2 separate regions of the Pan troglodytes genome follow, and region 2 is linked to region 1. Evidence: chromatin contacts called from public Hi-C data. All regions are on one chromosome and are shown on one strand. Each heading gives the region's core, a stretch centred on a gene start, on an enhancer-like site or on the middle of the called end of the contact. The rest is flanking DNA. Distances are from core to core; before and after follow the strand shown. Region 1 overlaps TMEM63A (transmembrane protein 63A). Region 2 holds the start of SRP9 (signal recognition particle 9).

Evidence for each region. Hi-C and Micro-C count contacts between places; a contact is called where the count stands out from the background.
Region 2: a Hi-C map of induced pluripotent stem cells shows a contact between it and region 1, with 1.8 times the contacts expected there. The contact joins the promoter of SRP9 here to the enhancer-like site in region 1. A contact is called at or near these places in 3 of 7 Hi-C or Micro-C datasets (blood, induced pluripotent stem cells and stem cell-derived neural progenitor cells).

Annotation. Positions count from the first base shown.
Region 1 is chr1:23,448,600-23,454,930 of NHGRI_mPanTro3-v2.0_pri, reverse strand. TMEM63A (transmembrane protein 63A) reads right to left here. Exons shown (of 25, transcript XM_003308777.6): 24 at 5,184-5,363; 25 at 4,778-5,082. The coding sequence ends at 5,190. It overlaps EPHX1 (epoxide hydrolase 1), which reads left to right. Exons shown (of 9, transcript XM_016939836.4): 7 at 546-654; 8 at 2,681-2,806; 9 at 3,304-3,713. The coding sequence ends at 3,505. Among named protein-coding and RNA genes, the nearest start is that of EPHX1, 35 kb to the left of the region's middle. Within about 2 kb of position 4,095, at least 7 of the 24 cell types and tissues checked have an H3K27ac peak or open chromatin away from gene starts, as enhancers often do. A contact at or near this core is called in induced pluripotent stem cells, where this site is marked.
Region 2 is chr1:23,515,509-23,521,839 of NHGRI_mPanTro3-v2.0_pri, reverse strand. SRP9 (signal recognition particle 9) reads left to right here and starts at 3,296. Exons shown (of 3, transcript NM_001246578.1): 1 at 3,296-3,450. The coding sequence starts at 3,379.

The sequences.
Region 1 (6,331 bases), core at 2,846-5,345:
AGTCTCGAACTCCTTACCGCAGGTGATCCACCTTTCTCGCCCTCCCAAAGTGCTGGGATTACAGGCATGAGCCAATGCCCCCAGCCTGTTCCAGCCATTTTTAATGACTGTACAGTATTTTGGCTTATGAGTATATCAATATTTATTTGTAACTGATCCCCTATTTTAGACTTTTTTAGGTGGCTTCTCATTTTTCATGAATCAGAGCACATAGACTGAAAAACCCCGCCTTTTTAAAAACAGCACTTCTCATTGGGACCCCACCAAATGCAGAGGCATAGGCCCTTCAATTTGAAGGAAGCTGAGCAGGCAGTGTGCCAGGCCCTGGGAGACAGTAGGAAGGTATCGTCCCTGTTTATCAGATGAGGATGCCGAGGCAGAGTTAAGGAAGCGAGGCATGTGAGCACCCAGGAGTTAAGGCAGGCCTGTGCTCGAACGTGGCTTCCTGCACACAGCCCCGCCCTCTGCGGCCAGTGCCACACATCACACCTGAAGCTCCAGCTCTCTGGTCCCCAGGCCTGAGTCTCTCCCTTGCTCCCCGCCAGGCTCTGCTCTGAATGACTCTCCTGTGGGTCTGGCTGCCTATATTCTAGAGAAGTTTTCCACCTGGACCAATACGGAATTCCGATACCTGGAGGATGGAGGCCTGGAAAGGTGAGGCCCTGGTTTGCCCCTGCAGTCATGACCCTGGTCCCAGCAGCCAACCTCCTCACCCTCTTCATCCCCTTGTCTGGTTGCTCTGCATGGGGCACTCAGCAAATTCTATTGTTGGCTTTCTTACAAATCCTCACCCCGTGACCAACGTAGCTGCATTTTTTGGGTGAGGCGGCCTGGTGAGTTGTTCCCAGCCTCACAGTGCATGGTCAGGACTAGGATGCAGGCTCACCTGCTTGTGCTCCTTTTGCTGAACAGGCCCCTCTGGGGATTAGGGAGCCCACAGGGCAGCAGGCACCACGTTATTGTCAAGAGCACCTGGGCTTTTCCTCCTGATTCCCTGGAGAGCCTGGCATCAGGGTCACGTGACTGCGTGTTCCAGGAGGGTGGTCGCAGAAAGGCAGGAGGCTGTTAATCTCTCAGAGCCTTAGAGGCTGTATCCTCTACATGCCCGACTCCCAGCTCTGTGGCCTGACTCAGGCTTCACCAAGGTCAGCTCTGACCCACCCTTTCCAGGGCCCATCCCTTTATTCCTTCAGTGACACACAGAGGACCAGACAGTGCTGGGGACGGGAAAGACAGTAAAATGAGACTGAATCCTGCCTTGGGGGTAGGGACTCTGCCTTGGCCATGCTGTAGCCCCATCACCTAGAACAATGCCAGGTGAACAGTGGGAGAGCCCAGTACATAGATGTTGAATGAATGCGCAAAGGACTGTGAGAGTCCAGTGGAAGGAGGATTCTCTTTGTGTAAGCGGCAGAGAGGGGAAATGACCAGGAGAATGTATCTGATTTGGGCCTTGGAGGATAAGTAGGAGTTTGCTGGATGGAGGAGAGAAACTTAGGCAAAGAGAAAAGCAATAAAAATGCAAGGAAAGGGTGCTTGGAAAGGGTGGCTTGTCCAGAGGCTGAAGCAGGTACACTGGGGCCAGATCAAAAGCAAACTCATTCCTGCAGGCGGTCCTCACCTCCTCCAAGAGCCTCAGCAGGGCCTTCGTCTGGGATCTGTTTCCCCTGCCCTACATTCAGCAGGACACAGGGGTTGATGGAGCTGCTGCAAGACCACCTTGGCAAGGGGTCTGGCCTGCTCCTTGCACACGGATACCTGGAGCAAGATGTGAGGCCCCACCAGACTATCCCACTAGGCCACTCCTGCAGCTCTGGCCCCGGGTTACAGGGAGCACCAAATCCCTGAGCAGGAGGTAGACAGGATCAGATCTGTGTTCCAGAAAGAACAGGAACACACTAGGGTGGAAATGGTGGTCGTGGTCGTTTTCAAGCTGCGGGCAGAGCCGAAAGGGAGATGGAAGCACTTGGCCAACTTGCAGAAATCCAGTTCACAGAGGTGACGTGTATACTGGAACTAGTTTTCATTGACCAGTTTTCATTTTGCCACCAAAATCATATTGAAAAGGCTGTTTCCTTTATCTCTGTCCCTGCTCCCTGCTGCTGTTGCTAGAGATTCAGGGTTTGAGTGAGGAAGGTAGGGTTGGGAGCGCGTGCTCTGGGGAAAGTGGAAGGTGGAGTGGGGGCTGTGGAGTATGCATCCTGGACCCAAGCTGGCTAGGTTTGGATTCTCCACTTAATAAGTAAAATGGAGATAGTAGTACCTATGTCCCATAGGCTGTTGAGAGGAAAACATGAATTAAAAGAAGGTAAGGAGCTTAGAACATGCTGCCTGGTATGTGGTCACCACAGTAGCTGGTGCCCTGAGCAGTTTCACGGTGCAGGGGTTGAGGGGAGGGAGGAGAGGTCAGTGGCAGGAGAGAGGTGACAGGTGTGTAGAGGCAAGGTGGGTGGGGGGAGGACCTTGGGGTGATAAGAGACACTTCAACTAAATCCATGCACTCCAGTCTGGTGCCCTGGGCGCAGCCTGCCTGTGACACGAGGATACCACACACCTTGCATGAGGTCTGAGGAGGGAAGCTGCATGGGCAGGGCCTGGCATTTGTAGGACTTTCCGGCTGCCCTTTGTCACACAACTGCATGTGGCACTGAGAGTGGGGCTTTGTGTTCTGCGTTCCCAGGAAGTTCTCCCTGGACGACCTGCTGACCAACGTCATGCTCTACTGGACAACAGGCACCATCATCTCCTCCCAGCGCTTCTACAAGGAGAACCTGGGACAGGGCTGGATGACCCAGAAGCATGAGCGGTGAGCCTGGCTGAGCCGAGAACAGGGGCCTCTGAGGCTGGAGGCAGGGGGACGGCCAGTCTTGGGCTCCACGAGGGGCACTTGGTGGTGGGATAAGTATAGCCTTGCCTGCAGGTGCCCCAGGGGCCCTTGGATGGGAACACTAAAGGTCGAGGTGTTTGGAGAAAGCCCTCATGGAGGGACCAGGTGCCTGGCTCCCGGGCGGCCCTCAGTACCGCTCCCCAGTCTAGGATGCTGGTCTGGAGTGGCACTGATGGTTCTGGGATTCCCAAGTCTCACATGGAAACCCTCAAAGGTGGGGATTTAGAGGCTGTCCCTCCCAGAAAAGAGAGGGCCCTCAGGGGAGAGCGGTTGAGACCCTGGATTTGTCCTTTTCTTTATGGCTCCTTGTGGGTGGGCCAGCTGATCTCACCCCCAGGCGCTTTAACCCCCTGCTGTGCAGGACGGAGGGGCGCAGGGCCACAGCCTCACCCCTCCGTCGGCTCTTTCACTTCCAGGATGAAAGTCTATGTGCCCACTGGCTTCTCTGCCTTCCCTTTTGAGCTACTGCACACGCCTGAAAAGTGGGTGAGGTTCAGGTACCCAAAGCTCATCTCCTATTCCTACATGGTTCGTGGGGGCCACTTTGCGGCCTTTGAGGAGCCGGAGCTGCTCGCCCAGGACATCCGCAAGTTCCTGTCGGTGCTGGAGCGGCAATGACCCACCCCTCTCCCCCCGCCCGCCACCTCCCCCCACAAGTGCCCTCCAGGCTTTTCTTGGGGAAGATACCCCTTTTCTGAGGAATGAGTTTGCCTCCGTCCCCTGCCCATGCTGGGAGCCCACGCTCACCCCTCCAAGCTCACTCCCCAACCCCCAACTCCGTGTGGTAAGCAACATGGCTTTGATGATAAATGACTTTACTCTAAAAGCAGCTGGAACTCAGTGACATGAGCGTGCGCTGACCCCACATGGGGCCCCCTGTGCAAGCAGAGCTGGCCGGCCCCTCCTTGCTGGCAGAGGCATGGGAGGCCTGCTGGGGATGAGGCCACTGGCCAGGGCTATGCTGCACCAGACCAATGGCACCGCCCCCACCCCTCCCAGCGCAGGGGCAGCTTGGAGCAGAGGCAGCACTGGCCACCACTGCGGGGGCAAGTCAGCGTCAAGAGAGTCCCTGAGTGAGAAGGCCCAGATAAGCCCAGGCCCACCAGGCCAGCGGACAGGCACAGGCAGGGCCTGCAGAGGTGCCAAGGCCCCAGGCCAGTTGTGCTAGGAGCCTGGACCTGCTCTTCCGCACCCCCATCCCGCCCCAACTGCACAGGCTTGTGCCTTGGTGCCCCCTGGAGGCAGCAGGGAGGAGGCTTCTCAGGCAGAAGTCTTAAGTTGCATCCCATTCCCCAGAATCCCCAGGAGGGAGAAGAGGGACGGGCTGCCCCTCCTTCCTGCCAGAGCCACAGCTCAAGGGCAGTGGGATGGCCCTGCACCCAGCCCAGGTACCCCTTCCTCTGTGCCGACCATGCTGTCCTTTGGCTCCGAGGAGGCCCTGAGCACTGCCCACCCCCACACCTTGGAGGGAGCAGACGGAGGGGGTGAGTACTGCACAGATCCTGCCTGGAGGTGCAGACTCATGCACTCAGCCCTGAAGAGGTGAGAGAGGCTGGATCTTAACTGTGGTCCAATGGGCATATTATGAGTGGTCCTTGTCCCTGCCTGCTATGGGGTAACCCTGACCCAGCTAGTGTCCCTGACAACATGATACAAAAACACAGAACTCTAGCGGGATACAGAGATGTGTGCACAGCTGGCAGGAGCACTGGCCACCTCCCAACCTGCTCCCCATAGCTTACTCCTGGATGTAGCCTGGAGGGACTGCTGGGCTGGGGAGGGACTGGCCATGGAGCAGGGAGCTGGATGCCAGCCGGACCTCAGACCTGGACTGCAGCATCTCTTTGGTTATCGGTTGTGTGTGTGCTCAGAAGGGAGGAGGCCTTCCCCTTGTTACATCTCTCTCTCCATATATTCTCCCGGACTCATCAGTTTGGGGGGCGAAAAGTCCACCACATGGTCTTGGCAACAAACCACTGGGGATGTCACCCCAGCTGCAGAGCTGCAAGCTTGTGCCGGAGGGGAAACTGGGTGAGCAAGGGAGGGGCGAGGCCTGCCTGTGCTCCCCTCACCACTGCTGGGACCAGAAAATATGGGCATCTGATAGCTCAGCTGGGCAGTCCCAACGCATTCCCACTCAGCCAAGGGCCTGAGCCCCAGGCCATTCTGGTTGTGTCTTTTCAGAGCAGTGAGACCTAAAACAGATGGGAAGAAGTCATGAACTTGGGAGTCAGGCCGCTTCACCTGTCTTCTCACCCCACAGGCTCCCCTGAGCCTGGCCCAGCCAGCAGCTCACCCAGCCTCAGGCCTCCTGGGGGGCAGCAGCCACACTGCCCGTGGCGCTCTGCGCCAAGCACTGTCCAGGGATAGTCCCGCTGATGTTGTGGATGGCACCATAGGTCTGCTGCTGCCGCTGCTGCGGAGACAGTGCTGTCCTCTCCGAGGCCAAGCCATTCAGAATCCGAGGCACGTAGGGCTGTCAGCAAATGGATTTGTGCTTGGCTTGGACAGGCATGAGCTTCCACACTGCATCCCTCCCCTCCTGCCCTTCTCCCAACAGGACACAGACAGTGGCCATAAAGGACTTATGAAGAAACACCAACATCCATTTAGGACATTAAGACCGAAAATATGACACCTGCAGAATTTCCTAGCAGCCAGGGCAAAAGAGAAAGCACAGTTATACAGTTCTCATGATCACAGAAGGAAGCACAAGAGAGCAGTTCTCAGAGGAAACTAAACTTCCTAGCCCTGGATCCTAGGAGGATTTCTCACTTTGTAGAAGAAACAAGTCTACCTATATAGGGGGGCTTAGAACGCTGCCCTGGGACCCCTGGGATGCTCAACATATCTGTGTGAGTCTCATTTTGAGTCTCATTTCCTCCCAATCCCAGGCTCCAGCCACTGACCCCAGGCACAGAGCCCTGCCATACTCCTCCCGAGACCCTGGCTGTGAGGGCTTGACATCATCCACCTGTCCTGCATGTTCCCTGCTTGGCCAGCATAGCCACAGGTGTGTCGCTGGGTAATGAGTCCTTCTGAGGCCCTCCCTTGTTTGGAACTTGTCCAAGGACAGACACCGATAAGAGAGCCTGACACCTGGGAGGCAGCCACCAGAAAGAACCCTGCAGATGAAGTCGGCTCTGTTCTGGCTACAGCTGTCAGGAAGGCCGGTGACTACAGCTCTGGAACCCTGGGGCTCTGCTTTCCCTTCCCAGCCCCACCCTAGGAGCAGGACCCTGGAGGCTGTGTGCAGAGAGAACTAGGAAGGCAAGGAGCCCTGTGTCTCTCTACCATGGGGTCTTCCTCTGAAGCAGGTGCAATGTTCATTTCTTGAATTCAAAGGGAAGTCTGCCTGACACCCTCTTGGAACCTAGTGGAGGACCTCGCACAGGCAGGTGCATCGCTGATGACAAACCTTTGTCAAACCCTAGCGCCTTATCA
Region 2 (6,331 bases), core at 2,047-4,546, 68 kb before region 1:
GACACTCTCTGATAGCCTTTCAGAAGCCACAGCAGGAAAGGAATAACCTAGTTTAAAGGATGCATCCGGCAGCCATAAAAAAAAAAAAAGAATGAAATCATGTCCTTTGTAGCAACATGGATAGAGCTGAAGGCCATTATCCTGTCAACGAACGTAGAAACAGAAAACCAGATACAGCATGTTCTCACTTATAAGTGGGAGCTAAACAATGGGCACTCATATGGCTTGGCTCTGTGTCCCCACCCAAATCTCATGTTGAACTCTAATTCCCAGTGTTGGGGGAGGGACCTGATGGGAGGTGATTGGATCATGGGGGTGGATTTCCCCCTTGCTGTTCTTGTGATAGTGAGTGAGTTCTCACAAGATCTAGTTGTTTAAAATTGTGTAGCACTTCCCCCTTCTCTCTCTCTCTCTCCTGCTGCCATGTGAAGAAGTGCTGGCTTCCAAGCACTTGATTTGGCCCTTCTGCCAGGATTGTTAAGTTTCCTGAGGCCTCCCCAGTCATGCCTCCTGTACAGCCTGCAGAACTGTGAGTTCAATTAAACCTCTTTTCTTCATAAATTACCCAGTCTCAGGCAGTTCTTTATAACAGTATGAGAATGGATGAATACGGGTACACATCAACATAAAGATGGAAATAATGGACACTGGGGACTCCAAAAGGGGGAGGGTGGGAAGATGGAAAGGGTTAAAAAGGTACCGATTGGGTACAATGCTCACTATTTGGGTGATGGGTACACTAGAAACCTAATGCCCACCAGTATGCAATATACCCATGTAACAAACACGCACATGTACCTCCGAACCTAAAATTAAATTTTTAAAAAAAGAATGCATCCTAGTGTGACTGGGGACATTTGCATAATCAAGGGCAATTCCCATAACTTCTTCCTTATCTTGATTTCTCTGCCTCTGTAGGGGCTGAGGCTGGGCTAAGCTTGGAGATGCTGGAACTCACAGTGATGGGGACCCTCACAATGGAGATCTGTTCTTTACTGTCATTCTCTCCATAACTGTGAGCTCTATGAGGCAGGGACTGAGCCTGTCTTGTTCACTGCTGGGTCTCTAATGCCTAGCCCAGCTCTTGGTGTTTGTCCAGGGTGGACACTTGTTTTACTTTTTGCTGAATTGAATTGAAACTGATCTCTTATGTTCCTTCTGACAGAAGGCAAAGTTGGCATTGTCTTAACTTCCATTGTTTTCATCTTCAGGGAAAAACCCCTACACCTGGGGGTCATTCTGCCCAACTCTGCTCTCTCTGCCTCTGCTCATTGCTCTTTATAGCTTCCCTCAACACACACACACACACACACACACACGTCTCATTAACTGAGGATTTGGGTCCCTGGCTCATAGCCTTCTCCTTCATCTTATTCCTTTTCTTACTCATACAAGACTTTGACTTTGTGTGGACAACCCAACTATAAATCCAGCCTCACCAGGGACTATTGCTACTCTAAAATGTTAAACCCCAATATCCAATCTGACTAAAACTTATTTCCTGCTATATTGAATTCAGATTTCCTTTAATCCTGGTTCCTTAACGTCTCTCTTTTGACTCAATTAATTACCAGCTATCTAGCATGGATCCCATAATTTATCATTTCAGTCATTCTCTTGCCAGTACCACCTGCAACATTCTTGACCCTTTGTTCTTCTTCCTCATGTACCCTATAAATCCCTAATATCTGTCTTTTCCAGTCCAAAATCCAAGCTTCTGGGTGTTGCTGGAGACAGACCCTAATTGGGGCTATTCCCAGATATGATCTCCAGTTTCAGCTTTTTACTCTACTTGACATATTGCTTTTGAGTTTCTTTTGTTGTTGTTGTTGTTGTTGTTGTTGTTGCTGTTTTAGAGACAGAGTCTTGCTCTGTTGCCCAGGCTGGAGTGCAGTGAGATGCGATCTTGGCTCACTACATCCTCCATCTCCTGGGTTCAAGAGATTCTCCTACCTCAGCCTCCCGAGTAGAGTAGCTGGGATTACAGGCACCCACGACCAAGCCCAACTAATTTTTTTATTTTTAGTAGAGATGGGGTTTCACGATGTTGACCAGGCTGGTCTTGAACTCCTGACTTCAAGTGATCTGCCCACCTCAGCCTCCCAGAGTGCTGGGATTGCAGGTGTGCACCACCGCTTCCCACCTGTTTTTTTCTAATAGGCTTCCTTATTCATTTCTCACAATGGCTTTTCCAAACCTTCTCCTCAAGGATCCAAACCCATCCTTGCTTCCTCAAAGATCCAAAACCACCCTTCCTATTTACGAAGGTGGTCTCCTGTCTTAGGTGACAAGAAAATGTACCTTCTTGCCCTCGTATCTACATGCTCACCTATACCCTCACCCGACTTTTCCCTCTTCCTCACCCCATCAAAGGCAATAATGCACCTGTTTTTATTCATCTGGGCCTTTGGTCTTCCCCTTCATATTTCCCGAGACCTCGCTTTCTTCTTTCTCTTGTATTTTTGATTTTTCTATCTCTTATGTGTCCTTCTCTAAAAGTTATAAACATGCACAAAATCTTTCCATCTCAAAATATAATACTCTTTACCTGGTGTCCCCTGCAGGCCATCTTCTTTATTTATTTACTTTTGCGCCAGCGTCTTGCTCTGAAGCCCAGGCTGGGTGCGTAGCGCGATCATGGCTCACTGCAGCCTCGGACTCCCGGGCTCAAGCAATCCTCCTGCTTGGAGGATCAGATTTTTTATCCTTGCAGAAGTGATAATATGACTTCTTCCTCATCTCCTAAACACCAGTCATCTGACATACACTGCAGATCTAAAATGGGCCTACGTGTTCTGTCCTTCCTTGCCTACCTGTTGAGCTTGCACCGCTTCTGTGAGTTTCCCCCCACCCACAAGTGATCCTTCTTCCTTCGCGCTCCACTAACCCGACATAAATGTTTATCATATAAAGTTTTCCGTTGCACTCTTGTGTTTATGTCTCCTGGCTTCTTCACCAAGCTGTGTGACAGCTGGGCCCTGTCGCCTCCTTCCTCGTATATGCAGCGCCTATCGCAGAGCCGCTTAATCTTTGTTGAAGGCAGCTGCGGTTCAGCCCTGAGTGCCACGGGACGGACGCCACTCATTCAGCCCTACCGGGGGCGCTGTGGCAGCCGGCATTGGTTGCCTTGCCCTCCGCTTGTCTCGCTCAGCTCTCGAGCCACACGCCCTGGGCTCCGCCCACTCCCTGACAACATCCCTCCTGCCCATTGGGCGAGCATGGACGGAGCTGTCCAATGGAGCGAGGCGTTGGTGCGAGGAGGCGCCGCCATCTTGGGGCTGCTGGGACTCGCGTCAGTTGGCGACTCCCGGACGTAGGTAGTTTGTTGGGCCGGGTTCTGAGGCCTTGCTTCTCTTTACTTTTCCACTCTAGGCCACGATGCCGCAGTACCAGACCTGGGAGGAGTTCAGCCGCGCTGCCGAGAAGCTTTACCTCGCTGACCCTATGAAGGTAAATCGCTGGCGGGGCCGCTGCTTTGGGCCCCAGCCCAGGATGTCTTCCCGCCATCCACTCGGCCCCTGGAGCTTCCCCAGCGCTCCCAGGAGGTGCTGGGAATGAACACAAATGGACCCTGCCAAGTTAATGTTCTGCTCTCTCGTCCCCTTCTTCCCTGATCTAGCGGCCCAGTGAGGCCCTGAAGCTGGCAACAGCCAGGTTCATCTCAGCCCTAAACATTTCTGCAATCGATCTTCCCGCCCCAGTCCCTCAGCTTCCTTTATGGCTTCGGTTGTTTTACGAGTCCCTGAAGCCAGGGCTCCTCCCCCTGCAGCTTCCTGTCCTTTGTCTTGGTTCACTTTTCCTGTACCGCCTAGGCGGTAAGGGTACCTCATGTATATAAAACTGATGATGTTTTTCTACTGCCGCTCAGACATTCTTGAAAGATTCCAATTTGGAAGCATCTGTACCCCCCAGAATATTGGTTCTTAGTATTTTGGGAGTCACAGGCTTTGGGACCATAAGAATAATATTTGCACCTTTCCTCAGAAAAATGGTATAAGTAAATGTATAAGTAAATGTTTGCAAACAATTTTAAGGGATTCATGGACCTCTGAAATACATTCTTAGCCCCCACAAAAATTATAATGGAGGTGGATGTCAGAGGTTAGCTCATTATTAAAAAGCAAAGAAGTCCAAGTGATGGGAGTTTAGCATTCGGGTCTTACTTTTCGTCTCTTGAGGTTTCGGTTATTTTATTGTCATGTCTAAGAATTATTTGAAGCATCTTCGTGTTAATTAAAAGTTCTGCTTCTTTTTAGAACTCAGCATATTGAAGGGATTTTATACTGAAAACCTCAGACCTGGTTATGTATGATGCTTCTTTTGTTTTGTGTTTGTTGTAACTCAGTTATCTCTTTTATGCTGCATTCATTTCCCACTCTCGTGTTACTGACCCCAAGTTAAATTAGGTTCTGTGGGAGACACAAAGGTGAATGAGATTCCGTTCAACCCTTAAGGAGCTGGTATTATTGGAGGGTATTATAGATACAGTGTATTGTGACTGTATCCCTCGGAGAAGAAAGAAAATTAAAAGCAGATAAAATCTCGGAAAACCGGGGCTCAGGATCTTTTTTTCTTTTTTTTTAATATTTTTATTTTTTTTGAGACGAAATCTCGCACTGTCGCCCGGACTGGAGTGCATTGGCTCAATCTCAGCTCGCTGCAACCTCCACTTCCTGGGTTCAAACGGTTCTCCTGCCTCAGCTTCCCGAGTAGCTAGGTTTACAGGCGCCTGCCACCACACCTGGCTAATTTTTTGTATTTTTAATAGAGGCGGGGTTTCACCATCTTGGCCAGGCTGGTCTGGAACTCCTGACCTCGTGATCCACCCGCGTTGGCCTCCCAAAGTGTTGATTACAGGTGTGAGCCACTGCGCCCAGCCCAGGGCTCAGGATTTACTGTGTGAAACTATTGATGATCATTAAGTAATATGAATTATGTTTTAAGTGTATGCAGTGAGCTGGTAACCTGTAACTCCAATGCCACATACAGTTTATAGTGCATATAAGTTTAAAGTGTGCAGCAAAGAATGTTGATAATTATGATTAAAAATAGTATTAGACCCACAGAAAGACCTAGGTAAGTAACAAGCTGTAAAACATTCTTAGTTCTATTTTTTACAATAAAATGATACAATAATAAATGATGGAAATTGTATTTTTTAAATTGAGTAATTTGTTTATAACACTGGTGACTTCTGGTTGCTTCATTTGGTTAGCTTCCCTTGTTGGCAGGGTCATTTGTTTCTTCATTCAGACAATGGTACTCTGAGACCACACACGACTTTTATCCAGAAGTACCCACAGTATAAACTAAAAATACTTGAGAAACAGTAAAGAATATATAAATTCACATCAAGAGTAACTGTACTGTAAGAATGTGATGGCAGTGGTAGGGAAAATGAAAATAATTAGAGCATCACTGTGAGCAAAGCATGTCTAGAATAGACGAGAAAGAGAATATTTCACCTCTTACCCAGTCAGAAAATTGCAGTTGGCACAGGCTGGAGTGCAGTGGCACAAATCACAGTTCGCTGCACCATTGAACTGGGCTCGAGTGATCCTCCCACCTCAGCCTCCTGAGTAGCTGAGACTACAGACATGCCACCATGCCTGCCTAATTTTTTTTTTTTTTTTAAAGACGGGGCTCTTGCTTTGTTGCCCAGGTTGGTCTTAAATCCTTGCCTCAGGTGATTCTCCTGCCTCAGCTTCCCAAGTAGCTGGGATTACAGACACAAGCCATGGCGCCTGGCTTGACTGATATGTTGAGAGGGGAGAGGATGAGTGTAGAGGAAGAGCTTAACAGTTTTTGTTTGTTTGTTTGTTTGTTTTCCAAGATGGTGTTTTGTTCTTGTTGCCCAGGCTGGAGGGCAGTGGCGCCATCTTGGCTCACTGCAACCTCCGCCTCTACGTGACAGGCATTTTACATATGTTTATATGTTACAGGCATTTAATATATATTTATGTGTGTTTACATAGATTTATACATAATACATGAACAATTACAGCAACCCATCAAAGTATATAAATGAATGATTTTATATCTGTTAAGTGATTTACCTAGTTTCTTGAGAGATTAAGATGAAATTTGGACCCAGATCTTTGAACCCCAAGTCCATTCTCTTTCTGCTAGGGCTAAAGAACAAATTTTGTCAGGTCTCTGGAATCTGTTTTCCAAAATTCTCTGTCTTCTCTCCGCAACACATTTAACCTGTTGATTATACCCAGTATCTTTTTACCACTCTGTCTTGTATTGCTGTAATTGAAGATGGCATTACCACCGGATTATGTAATAACCTCTTTGTTGGTCTGTCAGCCTTTTTAGTTCCTTAACA